Linked DNA regions of Capra hircus: region 2 is linked to region 1. Evidence: chromatin contacts called from public Hi-C data. All regions are on one chromosome and are shown on one strand. The core of a region is the stretch at or near the end of the contact, and the rest is flanking DNA. Distances in the headings are between cores, read along the strand shown. Region 1 has its middle 41 kb from the start of BTG2. Region 2 holds the start of FMOD (fibromodulin).

Region 1 (3,165 bases), core at 465-2,964:
ACAGCAAAAGAGACACAGATGTATAGAACAGTCTTTTGGACTCTGTGGGAGTGGGCGAGTGCGGGATGATTTGAGAGAATAGCGTTGAAACATGTATATTACCATATGTGAAACAGTTCGCCAGTCCAGGTTCGATGCATGAGACAGGGTGCTCAGGGCTGGTGCACTGGGACGACCCAGAGGGATGGGATGGGGAGGGAGGTGGGAGGGTTCAGGATGGGGAACACATGTACACCTATGGCTGATTCATGTCAATGTATGGCAAAACCACTACAATACTGTAAAGTAATTAGCCTCCAATTAAAATAAATAAATTAAGAAAAAAAAAGATCTTGTCATTAGTATGCTCCAGTTACACCATGGTTATATAGACAAGGTCTCTGAATTTGAAGCTTGTAAAACCTACACCACTATCATAATGACAAAGCGGTTACCATTTATTAAGTTCCCCCACACGCTGGACAAGGTGTCATATACCTTCCAAGTCTAATCCGCTTCAGCAGTTCTGTGTTGTTCTGTGATTGTCTCCATCTAGCAGATGAAGAAGCTGAGGATTTAGTAACCTGCCAGGGACACACAGTCAGAGGCTGGTAGAGCTGAGATTCCAATCCAGGTTGCTCCAGAGTCACCTTTCTTCAAGCTTCCAGAACATCCTGCTTCTCCTTCACTTGATCTGATGGGTTGATGAGTCCTTTAGAATGGGCTGGCTCTGTTTGCTTGGGCTCTGCATTTCTCGGCATTGCCATGGGGAAATGGGTGGCTTCAGCAAATTCTCAACACTAGCCTTAATGACAAATGTATGCTGCCTGTAAACGAGCATATTGGGTGTCTGTTTGCCCATCCACCTCCTGTGTGTTTGGTTGGTGTGAGCCAGGTCTCCATATGTAAACCAACTTGAAAAAACAAGTCTAGACATGTTTTCAACAGGGTTCTGTCTCTGGGAGTTGGGGGCAGAGGCTACCTAAAAAACTAGTTGAGGCTTGGAATGTGGAATCAGAGCTTCTTGCTGTGTGTCCTGGGGTTAGCTATTTCACTTCTCTGAACTTTATTTTCTGAACCATGTCACAGAATAAAGGTAAATGAAATAACTCAGTGAGCTAAGTGCTTTGTGGTCTTCCGTGGGTTCTACTGACAGTTGCATGTCTGCCCGGCACTGACCCTGGGTCCCTCTGGGGCGGGAGCTGCAGCGGGGCCTTGCTTCTGTCATCTACCCAGATCGTTTTTCTGCCTCCTCAGTGTGAGCATCACTTCCTTCCAGTTTCTCTCCAGTGGGAGTATCACTTCCTTTTATGTGTTGGGAGGCAGGCCCAATACCTCTCCTCAAGCAGAAGCCTCCTACATAGCTTGTCGCTCCATGGGAACAGTCCAGCACCCACCCTACTCGGCAAGCTCCTTGTCTGTACCCTCAGCTTGGGGAGGACAGGCCCGCAGTGGCCCTCTGCTAAGTGTTTGAAAGGGGATGACCTGGGCAGTCAGAAGACCAGAGACCTGCTGACTGGGCCGTGGGAAGGGGCTCAGCAATTCGTCCGAGTTTGAATGCTTTGTGGTTTAGATTCATCTCTGCCTTACATGGCCGCAGGCCCCTATGGAACAGCCTGATTTATCCTTGGTGGAAAATGGTCCTGCACGCTGTTCCCTCCCGTGGTTTTCTGAGAGGAAGGCAGCATCCCTCCCCTGGGCCAGGAGCTCCAGGGCAGGGGCTCAGCTCCCCCGCCCACCCCTATCAGATCGCCCAGCCAGGCAGCCTTTCTCTGGGACTCAGCAGGGATAGAGGCCAGGTTGGCTGACTTGACTTGAGCAATGACTTGCCTCTGGGCAGGACAGTGATCTCACTGAGCTTTTTATTTTGTGTTTTGTTTTGCCTTCCTGTCCAAGAACCCAAGGGCTTTATTGCAATCTCTTGGCTCCGTTCCTCTGGCCAGAGAAGCAAGGGAGACTTCTTTTGTCCTGGGCCCACAATCACCTGGAGAGCAGGAAGGAGAAGGGGTGGAGGGAAGTGGGTGGGGAGCTGCCGCAGGGGTCAAGGGCTGGACTTCCTCCCAGGACTGTCTTCGTGCCTGGTCCATTCTCCTGCAGGGCCTACAGAATAACTCCTTTCTGGGCTGGACAAGGAGGTGAATGGTTCGGGACTCCAGTGCAGCATCAGCAGCCTCTCTGAGTGCAAAAGTGTGCAGCCTGGTCGCTGCCTGGGGCCTCGGACTTGAGCTGATGGGAGAAGCTGCACCCACAGCTCAGGACGAAGCCCAGAGGCACACCGGGAATCCCGCAGACTGCCGGCCACCGGCTTCTCTGCACTCAGCCACTTCCAAACCCACGGCCAGAGGAAGTCAGAAGATGGCTTGAAACAGGCTGGTGTCTCTAGCAGGCAGCCGGGCCTAGATCATCGCCTTCTTATCGTAATTCCCTATAAACTCTCCTCCGTGCTCGGCCTCTCCAGGATCACATGGGGCCTTTGTGTATCCTTCTAGTATCGGAGAGACAGTGCACGTGTCTTGCTTTTCTTGGCCACATGGGCCTCAGTTCCCCCAGGAACTCCTGAACTTCAGGCTGAAACCAGCCCTCATGGCTGACTCTAGCTCACCGAGGAGCTTGCCTTTTTCACAGTCACTGGACAGAAGTGAGGGCCTCTTCCCAGTCCTATCTGGTCCTGGCTCTCTACACTTGAGTTCAGGGCAATATGCGAAAGAGCCCCAAACAAGTCCCAAGCTGGTCCCCTGCTATTAGTTGAAGCATCTCTCTAGCCTCAGGCAGCTTGGTAGGTTGATTTGGTGGGAACTCCTGTAGTCTTCCCTGGTGGCTCAGATGGTAAAGTGTCTGTCTACAGTGCGAGAGACCCGGTTCAATCCCTGGGTTGGGAAGATCCCCTGGAGAAGGAAATGGCAATCCACTCCAGTATATTGCCTGGAAAATCCCATGGACAGAGGAGCCTGGAAGGCTACAGTCCATGGGGTTGCAAAGAGTCAGACACGACTGAGCAACTTCACTCACTTCACCTGTAGTCAGTGGCCCACAATTCCTGAAGCTCAATCTTGTCATCTAGGAGAGGCCTTCCTTCATTGGACCCCTTCCTTCTGACTCCCCTGAATGGCCAAGATTCTTAGCAACAAGTTACATCACCAGGTGGTGGGTAGCCCCTACTTTCTTACATGATGATTACAGGACAAG
Region 2 (2,786 bases), core at 241-2,740, 87 kb before region 1:
GTAATCCAGATTCTTCTAGTACTTGACCTTCCAATTCATCCTGATATATCTAACTGCCTGCATGCATCCGCACTGGGAGGCCTAACAGGCATCTCTAACTTAGCCTCTGTCCGTCCCCGTCTTTCTAGTGTCAGGAAATGGTGCTACCACCAGCCCAGTTGCTCAGACTCAAAATCAAGGACTCATCCGTCACTTTCCCTAACTCCTTCTCTGGTCCACCTTCAAGACTTTTCAACTTGTCTAAACATACGTCGTTCCCTCTTGCACTGCGCTGGCCCAATGTGCTGTTACCTCTCAACAGAGGAGAGCTGGAGCTCCTGCTTCCACACTTTCCTCCTTTTTACCGCACAGCAGTCTCTCCCACGGACTTTTTAAAACGTAGGTCAGATCTTTTCACTTTCTCTCCTTAAAACAAATTTTTAAAATACATTCAGAATAAAAGTTAAATCCATTCCATGGCCTAAAAGTCCTTTCATGGTCTAGCTCCTGCCTGCTTCTACGACCTCATCCTCCCCTTGCTCAGGGTCTCGACATCCGTAAAGTGGGTATAAGAGCAATCATCTCTACCGTGGACTGAGTGAGCTTCAGCTGTGTGCTGGGCCAGGGGCCTCACACAAACTGCCTCATAGAGCCCCTACTGCAACTCAACAAGGCAGTGCTGTGAACCCGAGGGTCGTCACGAGGTGGGTGTGTGTGATGCTCGTGCACAGCAAAGTGAGAGTGAACGTCGCTCAGTCGTGTCAGACTCTTTGCGACCCCAGCGGCTGTATAGTCCATGGAGTTCTCCAGGCCAGAATGCTGGAGTGGTTAGCTTTTCCCTTCTCCAGGGGATCTTCCCAACCCAGGGATGGAACCCAGGTCTCCCCCATTGCAGGTGGATTCTTTACCAGCTGAGCCACAAGGGAAGCCCAAGAATAATGGAGCGGGCAGCCTATCCCTTCTCCAGGGGATCTCCCCAACCCAGGGATCAAACTGGGGCCTCCTGCATTGCAAGCGGATTCTTCACCAGCTGAGCCACAAGGGAAGCCCAGGAACACTGGAGTGGGTAGCCTGTCCCTTCTCCAGGGGATCTTCCTGACCCAGGGATTGAACCGGGGTCTCCTGCCTTGCAGGCAGATTCTCTACCAACTGCAAGCCCTAGTGCCCAGTAAGTGACTAACAAATACGAGAGTCCCTGTCTACCTTTTTATCTCAGTGGGGAGAGAGAAATCCTACAGCCCAGACATGTCTCTCTGGTCAGGGATGGAACTGGAGCCAGAGTCCTCTCCTCTGTCCATCAGCCTAACCACTTGCCCACAGAGGGCGCTGAAGCCCAGAAAGCTGAGCACTCGCTCTCCAGTGGGACCCTGGGTTGCTGAAAGAGTTAAGATGCCTCTTGGCAAATCCTGGCCCTCCCTATCCCTGCATCTGCCCTATGGGTTTAATGAGAAATCCAGGCCTTTGTAAGAGACTGCACAAATAACCTCCAGAGCGCCAATAACTCATTCAGCAGAAAGAGACCCCAAGCTGCCAATGCTTCAGGGAAGATAAGTGAGTGGAAAGAAGGTGGTTTTTATAGCAATTTTGAGCGGTTGAGTGTGAGCTCCGCCTCTGCAGCAGCGCTGAGAAAGCCAGGATCTGGGCTCCTCAACCTCTCTCTTCACGACATCTGATTAGGAATTTGGGGGCGGGCCCTGGCCTGGCAGAGGCGTGCACACTCTCAGTAGACACACTCACTCCTCTCCTGCTCACACGCTCTCCAACCGAGGAGGCCAGACAGAGGGACGTGGTCACTCTCTGAAAGATTCACCTTCAAGGTAGGTCTGTCACTTTCCTTCAGATTTTGTCCCTGGTAGCTCCATGAAAGGAGCAAAGGAAAGAGGCTGGGGAGAGGGGACAGGGCCCAGGGCAGAAGGAGCAATTCCTCCTTCCCCATCTGGACCGTGTCCCAGGATGCTGGAGCAGGGAAAGGGAGTCAAAGGAGGGGGTTCCCACATGCCGCCTTTGTCCGATGGTTCCTTCCTGACTGTTGGGGAACCTTCAGCTTTCAGGTGTGAAAAAGTGAAGGACCAGGTATCTGGGGAAGCCAGCTCTGCCCCACTACTACTCAGAAAGTCCACCATCCTAGACCTGTGCCCTGCAGTCTCTTCAGAGGGGCTGAGGCACCTAAACGCTCTTATATGAGGGGAGAGGGAATTTTGTGTAATGTGTGTGTTTGTGTGTGTGTGTATGTGTGTGCTTGTGTGTTACTGGGGTGAAAGGGAATAAACACACAAAAGTGTTGAGAGTTGACCAGGTCCAAGGAGCTGTGAAATGGGGACCTAATTCAGGTTACAAAGCAGCTTTTGGTTTGACCTTCTGGATTCTGATAGGAAGGAGACATGGTTCTCTAGAATGGAGAAATGAAAGACCAGCAGCAACTCCTGAGTAAGCTCCCCCCAACTCAGAAAGTACCAGTCCTAGAAGCTTTCCACCTCACAAAACTTTGAGCACAGGGATGTCTCTAGCTTTGGGGGCAAAGTGGAGAGGATTTAAGGGTATAAAGCCTGGAGCAACATTGCTGAGATGGGGAAGGGGTAAAGAGAGGCATAAGGTCCCCGAGAACCCCTCTTAGCAGTCATGATACCGAAAGAGAGTCAAGTGGGTAGGATGCACAGCCCTGGAAGGCTTGAAGAGGAGGGCTGCTCTTGCCTGCCAAGGTGCCTAGTTTGGAAGGAGAAATGGAGACAGAGGCTCACTGTGCCAACCTCCAGACAGCCACCCTGGTCCTGCAGCAGCCCAGAGCTGAGCATGGAAAAATGTGCTAC

The links. Hi-C and Micro-C count contacts between places; a contact is called where the count stands out from the background.
Region 2: a Hi-C map of blood shows a contact between it and region 1, with 2.6 times the contacts expected there. The contact joins the promoter of FMOD here to the enhancer-like site in region 1. A contact is called at or near these places in 3 of 5 Hi-C or Micro-C datasets (all in blood).

What each region holds. Positions count from the first base shown.
Region 1 is chr16:431,475-434,639 of ARS1.2, reverse strand. No RefSeq gene overlaps it. Among named protein-coding and RNA genes, the nearest start is that of BTG2, 41 kb to the left of the region's middle. Within about 2 kb of position 1,714, at least 1 of the 5 cell types and tissues checked has an H3K27ac peak or open chromatin away from gene starts, as enhancers often do.
Region 2 is chr16:518,188-520,973 of ARS1.2, reverse strand. It overlaps FMOD (fibromodulin), which reads left to right and starts at 1,490. Exons shown (of 3, transcript XM_005690371.3): 1 at 1,490-1,796.